Regions from separate parts of the Hordeum vulgare genome. Here region 1 is linked to region 2. A link is a contact called in public Hi-C data. All regions are on one chromosome and are shown on one strand. Each heading gives the region's core, a stretch centred on a gene start, on an enhancer-like site or on the middle of the called end of the contact. The rest is flanking DNA. Distances are from core to core; before and after follow the strand shown.

Region 1 (6,395 bases), core at 1,261-3,760, 670 kb before region 2:
CACCATGGTTTGCGAGCACACAAACTTCGCACTCATGGCCGTCCAGGTAGCCGCTTTGGATCCATCAATCCATAGATACATCTAGTTCCATAACAAGTAATTAAGGACAAAGGGAGCATCAAATTATTTTTATTATTGCATTTTCAAAAATTCGAGGATTAGATATGCCTAGAAATTTTAATATTGTTCTTCCGGCATTTTTTAAGATTTCGTGAATCAAAATGTATAGAAATGACACTAACAGTGATATTCCTTTTTATTCTTAGCATCACTAAGGGCATCTCGAACGACGACCCGTAATTTTCTCTGCATCCATCCACGGACACGGATGCACTAGGGCACTATCCAACATTCTCCGGAAACATTTCAAACACCATCCAAACTAACTGAACAAAATTCATGCAAACACTATCGAAATTATATAAATAAGACGGATTTCATATAGATATGGCATATTTTATTATATTTACATCAACTAAGCGGTGCTCGTCCGGCTCCGGAGGTATATTAATACATCTAATCTATGATCGCCGATGCCCATTCCCCGTGTCCGACCATGACCCCCAAGAGCTGACATTTCGCCTTCTCCAGTTATGCCTCGGCGCTCTCCAGCTCCGCCTCCGGAGACCCGGAAAGTGAGGTTGTTTGCCTACACGTTGCCGCCAGGTGGCTAATCATCCGACGATGTCAAGTCCACCAAGCTTGGCTTCAGCGGAAGGGGAGGAGCGGTGGCCTTTTTGGGACCCGAGCAACGTCGGCCTATTGTGCTCTACTCTTCCTCATTGATGGATGTGTCTTCCACCTCATCGCCGGTCTTGCCCCACACATCGTTCACCGCCTCGTCAAACTCCTTGTAGGCGACCTCCAGTTTCGCATGACGCTGATGGTAATGCCAGTGGTTGTGGCGGATGTCGCGGGTGGAGTGGTAGTATTCAAGCAGTGCTGCCTGCTCCACCAGATCCGCTTTTTGGCGCGATCGCCCTACCAGCGACGAGCTGCTCATTCGCCTATTGGTGCTTCTGGAGAAGGTGGTGGCTAATAGACAGAGTCGACCTACGCCTCCCAAAACTGCTCCTGCCGCTCCTCCAACACCATGTCCATGTAACAGGCACGTGCCCCGCTGATGGTCACGGTGCAATGCACTGGCGAGGGTGGCATGAAGGAAAAGGAGGGTGGCACACCTGCTCATTGTTGGCCGCGTCCTCCATTAGGATGTCGTCGTCCTCTGGTAGCCTGTCGACCAACCGACCAAAGGCAATAGTAGCCATCTCCTTCTTCTGGTCCGTCATCCGCCCATCCCAAAGAGCTTTGGAGCGCGAGGAAGCCATGGTGGGAGTAGCGCAGAGAGGTGAAAGGATCGGAGACGGATGGTCGTGGCTATGATCGAGGAAGCAACTTATAGTGGCAGAGGGACGGATGGGTGATGCCAGCATAGTCGTCTGGGCAGCCGTGCGGCATTAATGTGGACGTCAGACGTACAGACGGGTGTCCATCGTGTCGTTTGAACGTGGAACAGTCGCCTGCACCAGGAAGCGCGCCGCTTCAATGCCCACGTCAGTGAGAAGTCGCATCTGCTTTGACCAGGCATGAATGCGACACATATATATTGGAGCGACTCTAACTTTTTCGAACGGGAAGTGCACGGGCAAGGGAAGGGGTTTTGATGGATCAAGGCGGTCAGACGCGGGTTTGAAAACGATCCGATCCGTGCAAAGCCTACGTTTATCTACAATTTAGAAGGAAAACACGTTCGGACAGTCCCATGGATCGATACAGAGTTTAATTAGAGCAACTCTAGCAAACCCCGCGTTCGTCTGGCCGGCAAAACGTGTTTGCAGTTCGTGTAAAACAACTTTTGCGGGCTGGCCTGGGCTGGGACAGATGCAGACCCCCCAAACGGACCCGTAAAAGAGCATATTCGCGGAATATGCTTTGGTGGGGGAAAGCGCGGGCTGAAATATCCCCCCACCAACCGCTTTCGCTCATATGCGGGGCACCGCAACGACGAGGTGGAAACCCGTGAATACGCGTGTTGGGACCGAGATTTTGCTGTGCCCCGCAAAATATTTGCGGGCCGGGACGAGATGCGGGGTTTGATCGGGCAGATTTTCCCGCTCCGACCTCCATTTTAGCGGTTATTTTCCGGATCGGGGCGGGATGCGGGGTCTACTAGAGTTGCTCTTACACAACACGTCCGAACCGCACGCCAAACAACATATGACATTCAGGTGGTGTTTCTTTAGGGGGACTAGACTTAAAAAAAAGTCTATTTTAGTCCCTAGGTAAACGAGGGACTTTTCTTAAAGGCCTAAAAAAAATTTACTGAAGGGATTTTTTTTCTTTAGTACGTAAGATTAAAAAAAGTAGTCCTCGAAAAGAAACACCATCCTGCGTGCCTGCGGCAACGGTTGAGAAGCCAACCGCATCCCCCACCTCGTTCGTACCCTCCCCACTTTCCCCGGTAAGAAATTTCGCTCTCGTGTCTTTGACTCCCCCGCTTTACCAGTCGCCACACAGTCGTCGTGCGCTCGGGTCGCTTTCCCTTTCCCTTTCCCTTTCCCCCGTCCGCCGCCTCCACCCACAGAAATCCTCCCCGTCGAAGCTTCCACCTCGGAGCCCACCAAATCCTCCCACCACCGCCAACAACAACTGCTCTGCCTTGCTACATACATAACCCGCTCATCGCCCCCCAATCCCCATCCCCGTCCGTCCACCAGCACCCCAGCCCGGCCAACCTCCGCCGCCGCGTCCCCGCCCCATTTCTCCCCCGTTCCGCCGCCGCCGCCGCACGCGGTCGACCGCGCAGGCCTGACTGACAGGTGAGCAATGCTCTTCGCGTGGTCATTACAAGTCGGAGCCTGGCAGGCGGATTTGGCGCGGCCTGCCAGTCTTGGTAACATCTTGCGTGGCGATCTGGCGGGGGACCGCGGCGGGGTGCAGCTCCCGGTGTTTCGGTTTTGGTTCGGTGCCCCGTTTTGGATTGGATTGGGCGAGGTGTTCCTTAATTTGGCGGGTTAGGTGATTTGGCTATTCTAATCTTAACCTATTCTGTATGTATGTTGAGTCATTATTAAGTATAGGAGTAGACGCCATGGGCTCTCCCTCCCAGTCGATGGACTGGCTGTTTCAGTGAAAAGAAGAGGAGAGAGCACCTGGATTGGGGTGGTAATCTATTATTAGGATGCCACATTTCGTCGGCCGGTGGAACGCCTGAACCTAACCTATGTGCTATGTTCAGTAAAGCAGATGCTGTGGACACTTCTAGTTGATCAACCCTTTGTTATGTTCCAAGTCAAAAGATGGAAAATAAAACCGCCCTTTTGAAATTTGTAGCCTAGGGGATTGGCTATTCTAATCTTGGCCTGCGACGTTTGCTGATGGATTGGGTTTCTGAACCTGATCTGTATGTTGAGTGAACTAGACGCCGTGGACTCTCCCGGTCGATAAATTGGTTACTTCAGTCGACAGAAGAAGAAGAAGAAAAGAACCGGATTTGGCTGATATTCTAATATTAGGGCGCCACGTTGCGGGCAGATGAGATGGGATGCCTCAACCTATGTGTTCAGCAAAGCAGATGCTATGGACGCTTCTAGTCGATGAACTGTTTGGCTTTTGAAGCTGAACAAACCGTATGAGTTCTGAAGTGTTTAAGGGCCTGTCCAAGTGTTTAAACATTTCTCTGTCTGTGAAGTGAAATTGCTTAGTTCACCGTGACTCGTTGACGATGACCAGATTTCTTTATCCGTTAGATTCTTCATGTCTCCATAGGATCTGTCAGATATATATTCTCTTTTTAAAAGTTTGTCAGATATATATTCCATTCTGTACTCTTTTACACTACAGTCAACCTCTTGTATCTGATATTCGCGGGCTTTGTTTTAATCAAGCACTTCATTTCCTGTAGTTATATATAGAAAATAGAGGTGAGATCTGCATCATGCATGCAAGAAAAGGGTGATGATGCTTGCATAGTTACAATGCAGTAACACAAATACGGCAGAACACAGCTTGGGCTAAATGCACACACATAAACAACTTATATAGCTTTAAGACTTTAACTAAACGGCATAATCTGCAGGGCCACCTAAGCTTTCTTCAATACCTAGTTTTGGGTGAGTATCCATCATATGTTTGGCCAGTTTTCTTTCCGTCTTGTGTACTCAACCTTGATAGTTAGTTTGTATAAGCATATGTACAAATAATTAGGGGCTTCTTTGTATCCACAATAATTATTCGGATAACTACTTGAGAAAATATATAATACTTTGAAATTTAAATCCCACCGCATCTAGACCCGTTTCAAATCTAAATTTCACACTGAAATCCCCCCAATCTACCTAGCAGTCACTTGTCATTACAGGCTCCTACAGTCGCCTTTGCACCCCTAAACTCTTGTCTCGTATTTGTGTGACCCCTACTGTTCACCATCTGTGGCAGGCTAATATTTTCCCAATAAAGAAAGAGGCTTGTCACGAGCCATATTCGTTGGGCTTGATTTGAGTTTGGGTCTGAACTATATTTTCTCTACTACAAATCTTTCCCTGTCTAATGCCAGTTATTTTGCTCCAAAATTTGTTACTCTTGTTTGAATATTGCACGTCCTTAGCAATTGATGCTTCTACTATTCAGTTAGCACCACTTCATCTTCTTCTCTATTGGGATGCTCGCTTTAAGTCAATCACGTGGGTTTGATTTTCCAGTCTTTGTAAAATTGATCTGTTTGACAAGAAAATGCTTCTGCTATTCAGTTAGCATTGCCTCATCTTCTTCTCTATTGGGCTGCTCGCTTTAAGTCAATCACGTGGGTTTGATTTCTCAGTCTTTGTAAATTTGATCTGTTTGACAAGAAAATAAAACAGGAAAGTTCATTATTAATCTGTAATATTTGCTTCATTTTCGAGAGGGTTTCCTGTTAGTCCTATTCTTCTTTATCTTCAACAAATGCAATGGAATTGGCCAGCATGTGACTGTTTGTAGGTGGTGCATACTCATGTTTTAGTTTCTTTTGTGCACATTGGAAGAATGTGAATGCAGAATTAATTCAAGATAATGTCTGTAAATCTTCTATATATGTTGTATGAAATTTCATAACCCAATTTTTCCCTACAGGCACCAACAGAGCTATGAAGTATTTTGAATTCAGATGACATAAGGAGTATTGAGTCTTATATATTTGTTTAGAAAGAGATGAAAGTTGGTGCTCTTCTGACCTCTGCTGGAATCAACATTGGTCTCTGTATACTTTTCCTGTCATTCTATTCCATTCTGAGAAAGCAGCCACAAAATGTTAAGGTCTATTTTGGGAGAAGGATTGCTGAGCAGCATAAGCGGCTCCGAGGGGCTTTTATTTTGGAGAGATTTGTTCCGTCCCCTAGCTGGATTGTGAGAAGTCTGCAATGCACGGAGGATGAGATCCTATCTACTGCTGGTTTGGATGCAGTTGTTTTCAATAGAGTTCTAGTATTTAGGTGCATACATTTTTTTACCTTTGCTTTCTTTGTCTCTCCAATATTTACTGTTTGATGTTTATGAGAGATATCTTTTGAGTTGTGCAAGGTCCACTTTTGAAAATAGCAACATGCTGATGTGATTTTTTAGGCTATATTGCTTTCACTTTAATCATTGATATGTGAGTGACATGATTTTCCTTCTTCAAACTAGAAAATTCTGAACATTTTAATATGAAAATCCAATAAGAAAATCGAATTAACTTTGTATAATTGCAGAAAAATAGGAATGTGATCTGATATCTTAATGTAGAGATGAATAGAAACAACAAACTTAATAAACTTAAGCACCTCCTAGATCAAAATGAAACCGGTAGACTAAACTAATCAAATGGACAATTTGAGGGATGTTTGTTGCAGTTTAGTCCAATTTAATTACTTCTGTGTCCACAAGCATTATTTAATCGCCAGCATTCTTGGTAGATGTGGGTTTCTTCTGTTTACAGATGATGTAAACATCTGTATACTAAAAGGAAAGGAAATTATATTAGAAAACCTCTTTGCTCTGCTCCTGCTTATTGTATATCCTTCCACTTCATAGTTCGAACATCCAAATTCAGTTACCTGATGTATATTTTCCAACAGCATACGCATATTCTCCTTAGCTGCCATTCTTTGTTTATTTGGAGTTCTCCCCTTGAATTATTTTGGACAAGATATGCTTCATGAACAGCTTCCTTCAGCATCATTGGAGACATTTACAATAGGAAATATGCAAGAGAAATCAAAATGGTGAGCAATTGAACTTTTCTTATTTGGTTATGAGGAGGCTAATTTGTTTAGTTGAATATGCCATCTTATATGCTTCATTTTTTGTTTAGCTGATTTATTCCATGTTTCGGTGTTACCTTTGATCTAAGTTAATAGTTCTGCGTCTGTCGTATAAAC
Region 2 (5,874 bases), core at 1,811-4,310:
TACAAACACACCATAGAAATGCCATACCAATTGTATATTTGCATGTATATAGCATGGTCAAGTTGATGAACATGATAATTCCCACAAACACCCTTATTTCTTGGACATCGATCCGGGCATAGATTACCATATATGCTATAACCATTGCTTCGTAGAGTATCTAGGGCTTCTTCCCCGCCATATATATCGAGTTATCGATGGAACATGCGTGTGCATTGCTCACACATTGATGTTGAGCACCATGGGTGAGTCGTCCTTATCGACGGTGAACTCCTGCGTGATCTTGCAGCCGGTGGGCATGACCACATCGACGTGGTACGCTCCATGATGCCCGCGGAACTTGAACTCTCCGTTCTCGTCGGCCTGGCCGTGCGCGTGCGTGAGCCACTCCTTCTTCAGCTGCAGCAGCCGGCGTCCGGCCTCGTTGATGTCCCCCTCGGCGTTGACAAGGTGCGCCGAGTCTCGGCTCATGAAGAGCTCCCAGAACCCCCAGAGCATGACGCCCTCCACCGCCGGGTGCGCGTACGCCTCCCGCAGCATCACCTCCAGGTCGTCGGCGCGCACGTACTCGTTCTCCGCCGATACGTCTAGCTCCGTGAACCAGAGCGGCAGGCCTAACACGGCGAGCCTGTCCAGCACATTGCGGATCACTGGACCCACAGGGTTGCTCACGTGGCCCTGCAGCCCAACGCCGCTCACCGGCGCGCCCTGCTCCTGCAGCCCGATGATCTGCTCGATGTACGCCTCGGGCGTGGCACGGATGTCGCACATGCCCTCCACATTGTAGTCGTTGACGAAGAGCAGCGCGTCGGGGTCGAGCTCGCTCGCCGTCTTGAACATGGTGGCGCGGATGTCCTTGCCGAGCTTGTCCTGGTAGAAGGAGCCGTGCAGCATCTCGTTGTTGACGTCGTAGTGCCGGAACTTGCCCTTGTACCGGGTGAGCAGCCCGTCGATCCTGCTCTTGACGGCGGCGGACAGGTCATCGGTGGAGAGCGTCTTGACCCACTGTTGCACCATGTTGTCCACCTCCCAGAAGATACAGTGGCCACGCACGCACATGCCATTATCAGAGCAGAGCTTGAGGAGGTCATCGGCGTCGGCGTAGCTGACCTGCCCCCTCTGCGGCTCCGTCCAGTACCACTTGAGCTCGTTCCCGAACACGGCCCAGTTGAAGTGCTTGGTGAAGAAATCCACGAAGTCCTCGTTGTCCATGTTGGTGCGCATGATGCACGCGCCCAGCGGGAAGCTGTTGGACACCTGGCGCACGCGCACCTCCACGCACTCCGCCGCCTGGAGCACGGCTCCGTCTGCCGCCGTCAGCTTCACCACCACGTCACGCTTGCGCACCTTGTCGGTGAGCTTCCTGAGGTGCTTGACCCGGGCCTTCCGGTCCACGGGGAAAATCTGGAAGCCGGCGACCATGAGGTCCAGGCCTGCGTCGGGGCCCTGGACGTACACCATGACGCGCGACGCCGGCTTGGCCTCCACGCGGAACGAGCCACCGATCTCGTACCACCGCTCGTCGCGCGCCAGGACCTGCCCGCCGTTGACCCACTGGCTGTCGACTGCGACGGCGATGTTGATGTTCTGCGCGCCGCTCATCTGGCCGGCGACACGGACCCAGGCCGAGACCTGGTACGTGGCGTGGAGCGTGAGCTTGTCGGTGATGATCTGTGCGGGGCCCATCCACGTCTGCGTGCGGTTGGTGACATGGATGTGCTTGCCGTTGAGCGGTTCATCGTCCAGTGCCAGAGACTCCTGCGCCATGGGAGGGAGCACGCGCGGCGAGCCGTCACGGACGGCGAGCGCGCACGGCCCGAGTGGGAACCAGCAGTTGAGGCCGTCGTCGAGGTTGCTGTTCTCGATGATGTTGGCACCATACTCAAGATTCTGTTAAAAAAACAAGGATCAAAACAACTTCCTTTTACTACAACAAGCTTTGTCCGGTTTTTATGTGGAAGAGGCGATGATGACGACGGATCTTTGGCTTTCTGCAATGTTTGTAGTTATCGTGAGATGATCTATGAATTTAGATATTTGTCGAGCGGATATTTGCACTGCATGATGATTTTTGGTATGCATGGTTGATCAGTTCATCGATGTTGTCAATGCTTCTAGTAAAAATGTACAAAGAGTTACGTACCGTGCATGCAAAGCGGGCGTGACGCATGGTATTGAGAAAGAACTTGTGTAACAGTAACGTGGCGGTTTAGCTACAATTTCTTGTGTGACTAAAGCGTGAAAGCTTTATCTGATGGAGCGGATACTGAACTCCGGTGCTCATCACGGACCAACTTGAGAGATAACGGAATGGCGTTCACCTGGAAGTCCGGCGGCGAGCACGGCGGTGCCTTCTGGGCGTGCTTGACCAGCAGGCAGTCGAGGAGCAGGTCGACGCCGGCCTTGGGCCCTTCGATGTAGATGGTGGCCTTGGCCACGGTGCTGTTGAGCAAAAACTTCCCCTGCAGCTGCGCCCAGTCCTTGTCCGACGCCTGCAACCTGCGCCACACGCACGAACGGCCGGCATGCATGAGACCAAAGGCACGCGCTTCGCCGGCAATGTCGATCACCGTGATCCGGCATGCAGTGAAAATTACGTACTTGCCGACGGAGATGTACTGCTGCCTGCCGTCGGCGGTCTGCACGGCGAGCGTGGCGCGGACCTCGCACGGCGAGACGCTGCTGGCCCCGGAGAGGCGCACGGTGGCGGCGACCTCGTAGGCCGTCTTGCGCTGCAGCCGCGCCGTCACGTCCTGCATGACGCCGTTCCACGTGTCGGTCCTCCCCGTGGCCGCCACGAAGTACTTGCCGGTCGCCGGGAGCACCTTGCCGTCGTCGAGCGAGTCGTGCAGCTCGATCTTGCACCCGCTGCCGGACCAGCCGTCCAGCCCGCTGTCGAACTCCGGGTTCAGGATGACGTTGTCGTCGTCGCCGACACGGCCCTCGTTGTTGTTGCCACCCATCGCCATTGCTGGTCCAGTCGAAGCTACTGGTGATGTCGATAACCGGTGGCTAGCTGGTTAATCTGAGCTGTGAGGCTAATGTCGATAACCGGTGCCTATATATGCCGACGACCGATCGCAGGCTCGGAGCCAGACAGAGAGTGGCCAACGAACCATTCCAAGCAAGTAATCTGCCTGGGATTGCAATGCAAGCTACACAAGAATTTCTTCCGCGCCGTTTAACAAGATGGTTGCTTGATCTGCAAACCGTAACGATCACTTGATCTGCAACTGGATCACGGGTTAATCTCCACAGACCGCATATATGCATGCCTTGGAGCGGATGGTTGCTTCAGCTTAGGAGTTGAATTATCGGAGACAATTCAATCTGATTCTGAATGATCGTAATCCATTCTTGCACTGCAATATAAGGCTCTCTCTCTCTCTCTCTCTCTCTCTGTGTCTAGGGAGATGGATGGATGGATGCCAGTAGGAGGGAGGAGTCTGGATGAGCATGGCGGGAGGCGTTGGAGTGAAGGGGAGGGCGACGACCTCTCCTAAACACCGGAGCTAGTGGTGCGCAGGAGATTTTGTGTGAGCCAATCGGGGTCGACAGCGGGAGGGCTACGGCAAGCAGGGGATGGAGCCGCTTTTGCATGCTCAGGGTATACGATGAGAAGTGGCTGGACCGGCGGCTGGTCTGTCACCGTCGGCCAAAATATGGGCACGTTAAGGTAGTAGCCGGAGTGCGGGACTCCTGTTGGCTTGCTTGTGGTGTGTCTTGTTTCGGCCAAAATATGGGCACGTTAGACAATTCCTTCTTTTTTCAGTTATGTGGTGTGTCTTGTTTCGGCCTGCGAATTTTGAATAACCTCAGTTCTGGGTCACTCAATTTCTTGGTGCGCTCAAGCCCATTAGCTCTGCAACTGCGCGAGCACTATCCCGCTCACCTGATGACCAACCCTTCCCTCTCTTCGTCTGTTTTTTTCCTTTGTTTTCATCTGTTTTTTCTTTTTCTTTCTTTTCATTAGCTCTGCAACTGCGTGAGCTCTAGCTCATCTGATGGGAAAATCCTATTTGAAGCTTAATGTGAAAAATGTCTGAGGCAGTAGGTTTTGGGAACATTTTAGACTTCCATAGACGATTTTTTCCGGTTTGGGGAACTTTCTAGAAGATTTCCTAAACCAGTTTTACTTTTTTTCTCGTTTTTTTCTTTATTTATTTTTGTTTCTTTTTTTCTGTTTCTATTTCAAAAATGTTCTGGATTTTCAGAAACTGTTTCGCAATTCTGAAAAATGTTCCGAAATTTGAAACAATGTTCTGGACTTTTAAAAAAATGTCCTCGAATATTTTAAAAATGTTTAGGATTTTTCATAAAAATGTTCCGGAATTTGAAAAAATGTTCTGGAATATTTATAAAAATGTTTCAGATTTCAAAACAATGTTACAAAATTTGAAAAAAAGTTAAAGAATTTAAAAAGTATTCCGGAATTTGAAAAAATAGAAAAACAAATTATTAGATTTTTTTGAAACAAAAAATAAGCTCGGCCGGGCAAGTTGGGTGCGAGGCAAAGATGAGCTGGCCCAGTAGGGGCGCCACCCCTGTGCGGCGCACTATTACTTGCCGCGGCGAATAGGAGGTCCCCATCTGATGACCCACCTTCCCTCTCTTCGTTTATTTATTTTTCTTTTTTCATGTGTTTTTTCTTTTTCTTTCTTTTCATTAGTAGATTTTTTTATTGGTGTACCTGGGAACTGGGATGTAGAGTGAGTAAATGTATGCACACTAATACTATACAATATGTGTGAAAATTACAATATTATATGATTATTATTTGTATACTAGAAATAGTAAAAAAGTTTAGTGTGCAAGTTTTTATTTCAGAGAATCTTTCTTTTAAAAGGGTAATACCGAAGTCACTTATTAATTCTTTCTTATAAAGCCTCATTAATATGCTTTTTTTCTTTTATTTCATTGTTTTCTTTCTTAAAGGTAATATCAATGACATTAATTCATTCCTTCTTCAAAAACTACCTTTTTTAAAAAAACCATTACTATATGCTTATGCTTACAGTATAAAAATTCGAAATTTATGTGTAAGTTTTATTACTCCTTGTTTATTAATTTTTTTTTTTCTTAAAGGGTAATACCAATTTCACTAATTCATTCTTTCATAGAAAATTTATTATTCTGAATTTATTTAGTTTTGATTTTCTTTCTTCTCTAATGGTAATACCAATACCGGTAATCCAGTTTTGCTGGAAAACTTCAATATTTTATTGTTTTTAAGTTTTTATTCATTTGCTTTCTTCTCTAAGGGTAATACTAATGTAACTATTATATGATTATTTTCGTATACTACAAAAAGCGTAAAGTTGTGTGTGCAATTTGTAACTTTTGAAAATATTTATTTTTAAAGGGTTATATCAATGCCACTTATTCATTGTTTCTTGTAAAACGATATATTTTGCTTTTTATCATTTTTTTTCTTTCTTAAGGGTAATACCAATGACACTCATTTGCTCCTTCTTACGAAACTTTTTTTTTTTGCAAAAAAATCATAATTATATGTGTATGCTTACGTTACAACAAAATACAATTCATGTGTAATTTTTCTGATTCCATACCACTAATTCATTTTTTATAGAAAATCAATATTTTGAATGTTGTTTTAGTTTTTTATTTTATTTTCTTTCTTCTTTAAGGATAATACCAATACCACTAATTCATTTTTGTTAGAAAAAATCATTCTATGGAAAAACTTTATCGTTTATTTAATTTTTTTTATTCTCCAAAGGTCATACTAATTCTACTAATTTATTCCTTCTTAGAATACCTATATTTTTAAGAAAATTAATGATATATGTGCATTATTGAATATCTTCAAAAGGGCAATTTCTGGGTAAATTGTGTGAAAAAATTTGTCATGAT

What was found. A called contact is a pair of places that touch in the nucleus more often than the background predicts.
Region 1: a contact with region 2 is called in a Hi-C map of leaf, with 2.3 times the contacts expected there. The contact joins the promoter of LOC123447050 here to the promoter of LOC123450997 in region 2. A contact is called at or near these places in 2 of 6 Hi-C or Micro-C datasets (leaf and seedling).

Annotation. Positions count from the first base shown.
Region 1 is chr4H:7,448,657-7,455,051 of MorexV3_pseudomolecules_assembly, reverse strand. It overlaps LOC123447050 (CSC1-like protein RXW8), which reads left to right and starts at 2,510. Exons shown (of 11, transcript XM_045123612.1): 1 at 2,510-2,819; 2 at 5,110-5,468; 3 at 6,093-6,239. The coding sequence starts at 5,188.
Region 2 is chr4H:6,778,144-6,784,017 of MorexV3_pseudomolecules_assembly, reverse strand. LOC123450997 (endo-1,4-beta-xylanase 1-like) reads right to left here and starts at 3,060. Exons shown (of 3, transcript XM_045128011.1): 1 at 2,602-3,060; 2 at 2,322-2,499; 3 at 20-1,890. The coding sequence starts at 2,969. The coding sequence ends at 220.